Regions from separate parts of the Mus musculus genome. Here region 2 is linked to region 1. The links are chromatin contacts, called in public Hi-C maps. All regions are on one chromosome and are shown on one strand. Each heading gives the region's core, a stretch centred on a gene start, on an enhancer-like site or on the middle of the called end of the contact. The rest is flanking DNA. Distances are from core to core; before and after follow the strand shown.

Evidence for each region. Hi-C and Micro-C count contacts between places; a contact is called where the count stands out from the background.
Region 2: a Hi-C map of CD8 T cells shows a contact between it and region 1, with 3 times the contacts expected there. The contact joins the promoter of Sec31a here to the enhancer-like site in region 1. A contact is called at or near these places in 18 of 484 Hi-C or Micro-C datasets (B cells, CD4 T cells, CD8 T cells and 10 more), 8 of 115 datasets of contacts at active chromatin or transcription factors (bone marrow-derived macrophages, embryonic stem cells, extraembryonic endoderm stem cells and 3 more) and 2 of 9 other capture datasets (adipose tissue and liver).

What each region holds. Positions count from the first base shown.
Region 1 is chr5:100,649,760-100,655,206 of GRCm38.p6, forward strand. Coq2 (coenzyme Q2 4-hydroxybenzoate polyprenyltransferase) reads right to left here. Exons shown (of 7, transcript NM_027978.2): 7 at 4,967-5,447. Among named protein-coding and RNA genes, the nearest start is that of Coq2, 22 kb to the right of the region's middle. Within about 2 kb of position 1,937, at least 21 of the 459 cell types and tissues checked have an H3K27ac peak or open chromatin away from gene starts, as enhancers often do. A contact at or near this core is called in CD8 T cells and regulatory T cells, where this site is marked.
Region 2 is chr5:100,413,364-100,418,848 of GRCm38.p6, forward strand. Sec31a (Sec31 homolog A (S. cerevisiae)) reads right to left here and starts at 2,871. Exons shown (of 28, transcript NM_026969.1): 1 at 2,740-2,871.

The DNA.
Region 1 (5,447 bases), core at 687-3,186:
ACTCAAAGGTTCATTCTTCCTACACTTCTCATGTGACAAAAACGTGTTCTATTTCTTCAAGCTCAGGCTTTCGACCGGAGTTTGGTGAGTCCTGGAAACAAAGAGAGAGGATGCTGGTACCATCGTTCAAAGGGAAGCATCTGTCTCTCAGCCTGTGCTTATGTGCTGGAATCTGACAAAGGGATGCATTTGGGAGCCAGGCATGGTGGTAAAAAAAAACATGCAATCCCATCTGAGGCAGGAAGGAAGATCAGACATTCAAAGCCAGCCCATGTATTTTGTGGGTTTTAATACAAAGTTTTCATCGTTAAGTGTGTGTTTTACACTTAAAGACAACTTGGGTTTAGAAGAGCCAATGTTTCAAGTGCTCACAGCTTCATGTGGCTACCACATGGCACGGTGCTATACACAACCCTAAAAACTTCCGGAAGATGGAATTCATCTCTGCCTGAGGCAAGCAGCCTGGGTCTCCCACTATAGACTGACCAGGTCGTCTGTAGATGTTAAACACGCCCCCTTTTCCAAAGAAGAAAGAGTTCTGTATAAAGTACAAAATCCAAAATCCTCCTTCTACCAATAAAACGATTATCTTATCAACGAGAGCAGGAGTCTGTCTAATGTCAGATTCTGGGTACTTCTACTCATCAAGGCAGCGTGTACCCACATTAACTGTTACCCAATGGGCAAAGGCACCCAGACAAGCCATAAGGAAGGAACATAAATTTCCTACAATGCATTGCAAAATATTCGGTGCCACTGGAAGTCACAGGTTGTAAAAGAAACAGCTTATTCCTGCCTGGTTACTGTTAAGGAATAAACAAATTTATCTTCATGTTGGCCGGAGTCAGGAATGAGGCTTTGTGCACTGAGGACAGAGAGATGTAGAGCTTTCTGGAATGCGACTTGAGACAATGTTTCTCAGGCCACAAACAGGTTCACAATATTATGCTCAATCTTCTCTGGACTTTGCAATCCTCAAAAGTGACAGATAGGTAGGTACACAGAGACCTTCCTCGGGTACTGGGGTGACCTGGAAGTCTATTTTTAAAGACCACACTGACAAGTCGGGGGTTCTATTCACAGGGTAGTTTCAAGCAAGAAGCTTAGGAGGGAAAGCCTCCTAAGGAAAGGCAAGTATTCAAGTGTTTCCAGTATGGTGTGCTGGGGACACTCTAGTGGTGGAGACAGAGCAGGGGGAGCTTAGGAGGGAAAGCCTTCCAGTGTTTGTTACAAGGCAAAGCAAAATTGTGACCAGCGCATCACCTAGAACCTTTCTCATGTCTGTCTTCGGTATTCATTACAGGTTTTGATCCTGTGCACATGAAATGAAAACATCCTTGCTGTGACACCTCACACTGTGAACTGGAGTTTGTCCTCGAAGAACATTAACCATGCCTGTTGGCAGCACCACGTGGGACACTCGAAGGTGAGTTCACTCGTCACAAGGAAAGGCAAGTATTCAAGTATTTCCAGTGTGGTGTGCTGGGGACACCCCAGTGGTGGAGATGGAGCAGGGGAGGGCTCTGAGTTTCCCTTTCTAACAGAGGAGACAGAAAATTTCTCAACGAATTTGAACACCCAGACCTCCAAGAAGTGAGGGTTTAAGCCAGTGATCCCAAACCACGTGGCTGTGACTAGGGCTGTATCATAGCTCTTAAGCGTTGTTTCTGAGTATAGACCAGGTAGGTTCTCAGGGAATTTGGAAGATAAGCTACAAGAGTTGGAGTTGTTCATTTTATATATAACAGATGGTTATACGTCTAGTGGCTTAAAACAGATCAAGTGCATGTGCTTATAATTCTGGGAATAACCAGTCTCCAATCAGCCTCACTGGGCTACCGTGAAGGAGTCAGCCTGGCTCTCTCTGGGTCCCAGACAGGAGCCCTTTCACACGTGTTGGACCGCGGCCCCTCCCTCCCTCACTGCATCTCTTGCTTTCTGTGATGTCATCTCCTCCTCCTTCCTTTGATCTCCTGTGTAAAGAACGCCTGTGATTACTCTGTATTCTAGACACGAGAGGGTTATGTTCTTACCTGGCCCTTAGCTCAGGCATAGGTACGGTGCCGTTAGCGTGTAAGGTAACATGAGTAAGTTCTGGGGTCCTTTTCCAGCTCACTGCAGTAGCAGACACAGGAAGGGCCAGAGCTTGAGTGGAGGGAGAAGTGGGGTGAAGGCAGGAGATCTTCAGGTGGATTCCACCTCAAGTGCGGCCTTGCCACGGAAGGGTCAGTGGCTTTCTGGGGCTCCTTAAGCAAGAAGATTGGTTTTCTTGGTCTTCTGGATGCTGGAAGTGAGGCATGAGCCCTTGATGCTAGCCACCGTTCTGCTGTTAGCGGGCTTCTGTCTTTGCACGGTTTGCAGTGGTCTGGCTTTGGGGGTCTGGTTTTGTAGCTCAGGCTGACCTGGACCTCACAGTTCCCTGCCTGTCAAAGCTGGGATTGCAGGCATGTGCCATTACACTAGCCCACACTTGCCTTGTGTCTCCATCTTCCCTGGACAGCCGCTTACCTAGAACTTTAAGTTAGTCATTTTCTCAGAGGCCTAATCTGCAAATGCAGCCATATGAAATATTCAGGGTTAGAATGTCAAAACGTGAATGTTTGGTAGGGTTAATAAGGCTCTGCCCATAACAGGAGGTGACGTAGCCAGTTCAGCCAAACGTTGGCAGCTACTGCAGATGAGAATGTGGTGCCTAAGGGCTCCTACCTGAAGTGTCTCAAGGATTCGCAGCAGGCTCACCTGCCTATGACTGGGTTCTATGCTATCAGGACGGCTAAGTGTGACTTAAGGAGCACGATGAGGCCAAGCCAAGAGGGTGTGTGTTGAGGGGCGGGGGCAGTCAGTTGGGAAATAGCAGGATGCAGCCTGATGGCGGAGCCCTTTACAGTCTGGTGGAGACTTTGAATACTTAGCATGGGTACCAGGAGAAAGGAGAGGTGGCCACCGGGATGCAATTCAGTCATATGATTCCTGTCCTGCCTCCAGCCCACCACCAATGACGCAGCACACTGAGCTCCAAGGCTCTTGTTCTATCCACAGGCTCAGAAGTGGACTAGGGTGAGGGTCCCCATTGAGCACATTTTCCAAGGCCAGACCAGCACCCTAACCTGTCACATCAGCAAGTGTCCTCACCTGGCCTGGGAGAGAGTGGCCCTGGACAGGACTTGGACAGCCACTGGACTCCTTCCTGAACTCAGCTTGGTTGATTCTGTCCTTCTCAGAGCTTATAACCTACTCCCCCTTTGTTCCCGTCTCCCCCTTATCTACCCACATAACATCTTCAGTCTTAATACAGTAAGAGAAAGTACAAAAGCCTACAACTTGATTAAGTCAAAGCATCTTTACAAATGAGAGGGCTTGTGATTTCCTCCATCCTGTGTCTCAAGAATGCTGAGATTTTTCATTCATTTTAAGGTTTGTTTCCATGTCACTTTCATTAGTTCACGTAGGGAAATGACATACGATTGAAATTCGTTACATTCACCCTTCTCACTGAAGCCGTGCTAATGGACCATGGCTAAGCTTTTCAAACATCCCTATCCTGAGGGCTGGCCGTCCAGGTGTCCAGGCTCTTTCCCCCAGGGAGTCAGATGCTTGTTGAAGCTGAAACAGGCAGAAAGCTCCCTGTTGGAAAGGGTGGGTTCTCCAGACTGTCTGATGGGCTCTGCAGGGCTTTCATAGGGCACCTGGACTCTTCCCTCTTAGGCCCCCAGCCCGCCCCCCTTTTCTTTCTCAGTTTCCTCATTCTCTCTCCCATTACCTCATCTCCTGAGCCGGATGGCCCCTTGGCCCAGGGAGGTAACAGACAGCGATAGCATCCCAGGTGCACAGCAGGGGTTGTCCATCATCCAGCTGCCTGGATGTTATCTCCTTCTTCTCCAAGCGTTTCCCTGACGGGCTCCTTCCTGATTCCCCTCACTAAGCTGCTGTGAGGCACGTAGGGCTGCTACCTTGTGACCTCTCAACATTCTTGAGTGCTTTGGGGACTACTGCCACTCAAGCTGATGCTTACTGCAGTCCAGCATCATATACTGAGGTCGCCTTGCCATCAGTAAGAGTTGCTTACATCAAGTAGACTATATCTCGATTTAGTAATTGATAATACAAAGGAAAAAAAAACAAACAAGAGCATGGATTGAAAGAGCACAGGTGGGACTGGAGAGATGGCACAGTGGTTAAGGGCACTGGCTGAAATTCCAGAGGACCCAGGTTCAATTCCCAGCACCCACAGGGCAGCTACAACTGTCTGTTAACTCAGCACCAGGGTTCTGACGCTTTCTGGCCTCTGTAGGCACTGTGAACATCCCTGCCAGCACAACCATAGGGATATAAGGAGAAAACTATGAAGGGCTAGAGACTTGTTGCTCTTGCAGAAGACCTCCTACCATCCTGTGGGGTGCTCACAACCATCCTGAACCCTAATTCCAGGAGGATCTGACATGTTCTTCTGACCTCCATGGGCACCAGGGCCATATACACGGTGCACATTTGTACATGCACGTAAAACACTCATCACATAAAATAAAAATAAATCTAAAACGAATGAAAAGAAACGCAGGCAGTATTTGTTGAAAATTCAAAGCGTCTTTGAGAGAGTGATATTTGAAGGCCTGCTGTGAGAATTTTCACTCTGGCCAACGAACAGTAAGCCCACAGGCCCTGGGCGAGGGGGTCCTGCTCAGTGTGGGACAGTGAGGCAGGCAGTGTGAGTCTGGAGGTAAGAGCTTAGAGGCTGGCGGGGCAACAGTCGACTTGGCACGTCCTGAGTGACTGGGAGACCCTGGCTTGTGGGCTGGGGGGTGACTTGACCTCACTTAGGTTTTCTGGCTGCTTCCACAGACACACAATGAAAGGTAACCTGTTATATAGCATGTTACCATCCCACAGACCAGGACTGGCCAAGGTAAAGAAGAAATAAACACACATCAAAATTTCTGTCAGGGCTGTAATGAAGAGTCGCGTCTATGGATATAAATAACAACTTTATTTGCCAACATCCTTCTAAAACATCTAGAATCAGAATGGCTTCTTGAATTACAGCTTTGGCAGTGAGTACAGATCACAAGGAGATTCTTAGTGAGGAATAAAATAAAGCACACGGCCATGTCATAAAAGCCATTAGATGAGTTATGCAAGTTGTTTCCTGAAGCTCCTGAAACTTTGGATGAGAAGGAACAAGGACAGAAGGTTGCAGAATGCTAACACAGGGGCCTACCCAACCCCAGGTCCCTGGGACAGGTGCTGTGACAGGGAGCTGGTTGAAAGCAGCTGCAGTAAAGTCCAGTACACGCTGCCCGAGTGCTTCTTACTTCTTTAACAGATTGCTCATCCAAGCCTAACAATGTAGTCTTAAGCCCTGAAAGTTGTACAAATGAGTTTATTTGCTAGGAGAGAACCTAGAGCCTTGGGCACACTGCATGGTGCCCACACTTCCCATGAGCTACCAC
Region 2 (5,485 bases), core at 1,621-4,120, 240 kb before region 1:
TATTTAATTGCAGATGACTTTCTTAGAACATGGGGGACAGAATGAAGCCATCTGTGCTTCTCAATGACAATCTATCTTTATAGTTTTGTGTAGCTTTTCAATACTACGTGATTATATTCACATTGAGCATAATTCATTTAAAAGCATTTCATCCAGAACATAATCATAGTAGAAATAGGAAATGAGGACTTTGAGGACATTCGCTAGTTCGTCCCCACCATCTGCAAGTCAGTATTCCAGCGCAGTGATAGACTGAGGCTGGAACAGACACCCTTTGCTGAAACCTCAGCCTAAGTCTCAGCTCCAACCCTCACATCACTGCATCTTTGTGGTTCTGCTCCTCCCCCACAAAGCTATCCACATCATAGCTTGTGAGAATTAAATGTTTAGGACACTGTCTAGCTCATAGTAAATAAATACAATTAACTAACTATTCTGAAACCACAATTTAAAGGGATGGGAGAAAAGGCTTATCCATTAAGGATGCTTCTTGTTCTCAATTCACAATTTAAACCGTCTATCCCAACAAGTCTTCAAGAATACATCTACGTGCTAGGTGAGGTGGCACACAGAGGAGTGTAACCCTAGTGCTGGAGACTAGAGGTAGGAGAGCAGCAGTTTTGGGCCAGCCTGGGCTAAACAGATAAGGTCTAAAAAAACAAGCAAACAAACAAAGCAAGAGTTAGGGATGCAGCTCACAGTGCATACCTAGAATATCCAAGGTCCTGGGCCTTTCTCCCATCAATAAAAAACAAAACAAAACCACCCAAAACCTAACATCTGAGGAACATTATGTTCCAGACAAGAACTTCTATTTTTTAACTCACTTTCTCTCCATGATAATTACATTGAACTAAGTAGAAACTTTCTTCTTTCTAGTGACTTTTTTTTAGTATTTTTAAATCATATGCATATGTGTTTGTGTATATGTAGGTGACTTGTAGGTGACTGAGAGCCACCTGATGTTGGTGATCCCCAGGAAGAGCAGCGTGTGCTCCCGATGAGCCACCTCTGCGGTTCTAAACTCATTTTCACATTGCAAGTTTTATGTAGCAACATGAAAGCCAACAGTACTATTCTGTCAAAAACAGCAACCTTGCAAACAGCTGCCCCACACCTCAGAGGTGACAGACTCAGCACCTTTGATTCTTATACGGAGAGTGCAAACCCGAGCCTGGGACCATTTTTAGTAAAGGTCCACGTGGGCAGAATAACTCACAAAGGACAGGAATATTTGTTCTCCAAAAGCTCCTTAGCACTATCAGCTGTTCCAGGCTCACTTCACTCAACCAAACTTAAAAAAAAAAAAAAAAAAAAAAAAATCAACCGCGGTTGCAGAACTGCATGTTATCTTATAAATCTACAAGATAAAATGTTAGGAGAAGAAGTTAATCTACAATAAAAGAAAATACTTCCAGTGTGATGGTAGATGCCTGAAATCCCACAGCTCCGGAGGTTAGAGAAGGAGGGTCAGAATTCAAGGTCATCCTTAGCTAATCAATAAGTCTGAGACTACTCCGGGCCACAAGAGACCCTATCTCAAAGAATGAAGGAAACGGGGAAGAAGAGAGGGAGAAACAAAAAGAAATTAATTTTGCTGTATCACTTGACAAGTCTTTAATGCGGGATTTTTGAACCTCATGAAATTACACAGAAAATCCTACCCAGGTATGTGCATACAGTGTGCGCATGCTTTTCTAGGAAAAGCCCGATGCTTCCAAAGGGGGATGAAAATGCCAAAAGACTGATAGCCATTGCCTTTAACAGTTCACAAATATCTTTCTACTCTTACATGTTTCAGGGGGGGAAAAAAACCTGTTTACAAAATTTACCAGTGAAATCCAAATCTCATCGCAAATCTCACATTTCCAGACTCCACAATGTGTAACATTCACAATTAAGATAGAAATTATCCAAAAGTTCTTATTCCCTGCAAACCTTTCTTGGTTTGCTGTAACGAAGAGAAACAAGGACAGAATTACTTAAAAGGGCAGTACATTTTATCCAACTCCTGAATAATCAGGATATAGAGGATACGGTCACATGAGCGAGCTTCTAATTTTATTTATACATATAAATATATATATATATATAAGAGTTACAATTGTAGACAAAGAGCCAAGTTTCAACTTTGTATAGTTTAACAATTTGGAGGAACTATCAAAAAAACTCTTGCAACTTCCAGGAAGACCTGCAGAATTAGTTCTACGAGCTCACAGAAAAAGTTTACATGCCCACAAGTCCAGGCAGTTATTTTACAACTGCCTCACAATGTAATTTAATACAACAGCAGCAAAATCATATGCTTTTGAAGCACCGGCTGTGATTAGCGACTGCTGTCGCTAAATAATACAGTCCTAGTTAAACGACAGTAGCCTTCCTTTCAAATCTATGGTCCTTTAAATCTGGCAACAGTTCAAACACAACTTAACACAAAAATCTCAACCTAGGTGAAGTCAAAGAAATCATCCCGAGGTCTGTTTCCCTTCCATGCCCTTGGGGATCGCACCACTTTGTGCACAGGGACTGAAAGGTTAACCTCAAACTCACTCCCGAGCAGGGCAGCCTGGAAACGTCGGCAGAGGATGACCGGCACGATCACCCGCCTGCTGCGACTCCAGGCGTTGTCCCGGCGGGGCCGAAACGAGACGGGGGCGCGCCGTCAGCGGAGAACGGGCCTCGGGCCTCGGCAGCGGACACCGAACCTGGCGAGGGGCAGGAAACAAACGGCGGACACACCTGGCGGACCTCAGCGACCTGTCCTGCGTTAGCCGGCGAGCGTCGGCCTCTCCCCGGATCCGCCGCCGCCGCCCCTCCTCCGCGGCCCAGGGCCACCTCCACGCTCCGCTCCAACGTGGCAGCCGCAGCCCCGCCTGCGGGCCGGCACTTCCGGGTGCGGCAACTCGCCACGCCCACCCGGCCAGCCGGCACTTCCGGGAGCAGCGGCTCGCTCCTCCCACCCCGCGGGACAGCACTTCCGGGAGCAGCCACTCCGGTAGGCTAGTCTGGCCGGAGGTAAGGATTCAGCCGCGCGGCGTGAGGAGGCGCCTAAACTTCAGGATGCATCCGCTTGGCGGTAGATCAAGGGGAAGTCGAGCTGGGCGTCTCCGTCGGGGAAGGAGAGCGGTGACCGCGAGGACGCCACGTAGCACTCCTGTGAGGCGTCAGCAGCTGCTGGCGACAATACCCACACTAGACAAGGCGGGCGAAAACTGGCTGCAAGGACCGGTTCAGTTTGTGACTCGGCTAAGTTAATTATTGGTTTTGCGTCTTCCCTTTGAGAACTTACGTGATTTTGTCGCACACACCCAAAGGCTTATACTCTATAGAGGCTTAGCTGCGTGAGTGAGGTATATCGAATTAAGTTCATATTCTTAATATTTCAGTAGCTATCCATGGTATTCAAACCTATTAGCACTCGCCCTGGGCTACCGGAACAAAATAAGCGTGTGTGTGTGTGTTGCTCTCAGATTGGAGCATTGAGATTTTCGTTTAGGGATATAGATAGATAGATAGGTAGGTAGGTAGGTAGGTAGGTAGGTAGGTAGGTAGGTAGGTAGATAGATAGATAGATAGATAGATAGATAGATAGATAGAGATAAAGATATAAACCAGTAACTGGAAATGTAGAAGCTGGTCTGTAGAGCAAAAGAATGAAATGGGTGCTGAATTGGGCCCATGCATATGATGCCACCACACTCAAGAAGTAGAGGCAGAAAGATCAGGAGTTCGAGGCTAGTCTAAATCCAGGTCACCTTAGGCTGCAAGAGAGCCTTTCTTGAAAAGCAAAAGAAAATACACCACCACCAAAGGCTGGAGAGACGGCTTAACAGTTGAGAGCACTTGCTGCTCTTACAGAGGGCTTGGGTTTATTTCACAGAACCCATACGGCAGTGCACAAGTATTTGTGACTCCAGTTTTAAAGGACCCTACACCATCTTCTGACCTCCAGCAATATCTGCATGCAATAAAGCACATACATAAATACAGGCACTCAACACATAAAAAGTGAATAAACCATAAACAACAAAAGAAATTAGGTGCTGAAATTCTCTATCCCAACTTAAGCTAGGTCTAGTACATTTCTGTACATTTTAACAAGATGGGGTTGGTTTGGGACCCTTTGGTCCCAGACACTTAAACTATCTCCCTTAGAGCTCCCAACCTTAACGTATGTGCTGCCTGGTTGTACTTTTAATTTAAGGTGGGATTATTTCATCAGTGAACTCAAGCCAGATGAAAATCACTTGTCATAAACTATTAGCACCTGGACTGAACTGAGATCTCCTAACTTATTACCCTTGTTGACCACACCCAAGTCTCCTGTAACACCTTGCTTATAGACTCCTTACATGAATGTAATTTTTGTTTGTTTGTTTGTTTTTGGTTTTCGAGACAAGGTTTCTCTGTGTAGCCCTGGCTGTCCTGGAACTCACTCTGTAGACCAGGCTGGCCTCGAACTCAGAAATCCGCCTGCCTCTGCCTCCCAAGTGCTGGGATTAAAGGCGTGCGCCACCACGCCCGGCTGAAAGTAATGCTAGTGATGCTTCTTTATTGAACACAAGGTATCAGCAAGCTGGACTTTGAGGCAGAAGCAGGAAGATTGTGAGGCCAGCCTGAACTGCATGGTGACTCCTTGTCTTTCCATGCTGAGGGTATACTTTATAGTGGGAGTTTTTGCATAGCATACACAAAGCTGTTTGATCCCTAGCAACAAGCTGGTAGTCAGAAGTACTGGAAAGTGGACATGTCTTTTATTCACCCCCTCTGTGTTCTACATATGTATTTCACTTTAAAAAGCAAGTTTACAGAGTTGAGAAAATGGTGGCCCGGCCCACCCCACCCCAGCATGAGGATAGGACCTATGTATCAGCTTAGGGCAGCAGCCACCATCTGTCACTCCAGCAGTAGAGGGACGGAGACAGGCAGTGATCCCTGGTATAACCAACAGCTGTCCATGAACTTGCTAACCTGTCTAAGTGGCTGGGATTCAGTCCTGTACCACCAGGTTGACTGTGGGGGACTGGTGGTAAAGTGATAGTTGTACAATATCAGAGTTTGCAAAGGACCACCTGCCCCTATCAAGGAAAACCTAGTACCATTCACAAGTCTTTTAGCTCATCTCAGTCAATTTATTAATCAAGCCTTGTTCCATGAGAATGAAACTTTCAGAAAGAAAGTTCATTTCCAGACTCTACTCATTGAAGCCAGAATGGAGGTAACTAAACACCTATGTGGTGGATAGAGTCAGTAAAATTCACCATTCAGATAGAAGACTGCAGGGAGAGGTGGCAGCGCTCGCTGCCTGTCACACAGCTCTTGATTCCTGCGATGCAAAGAACAAGTCTGACTGGTTAGTGTTCTCTGTGGCATTGCTGTCACACATCCTGCAGCGCCTCAGAAAGGCCTGGTTGTGGCTGTTTAGGTCTCTTCTGGAGCTTCAGGCAGCATGAAATCTTTTTACTCTTAACTATGTGTCTATGGA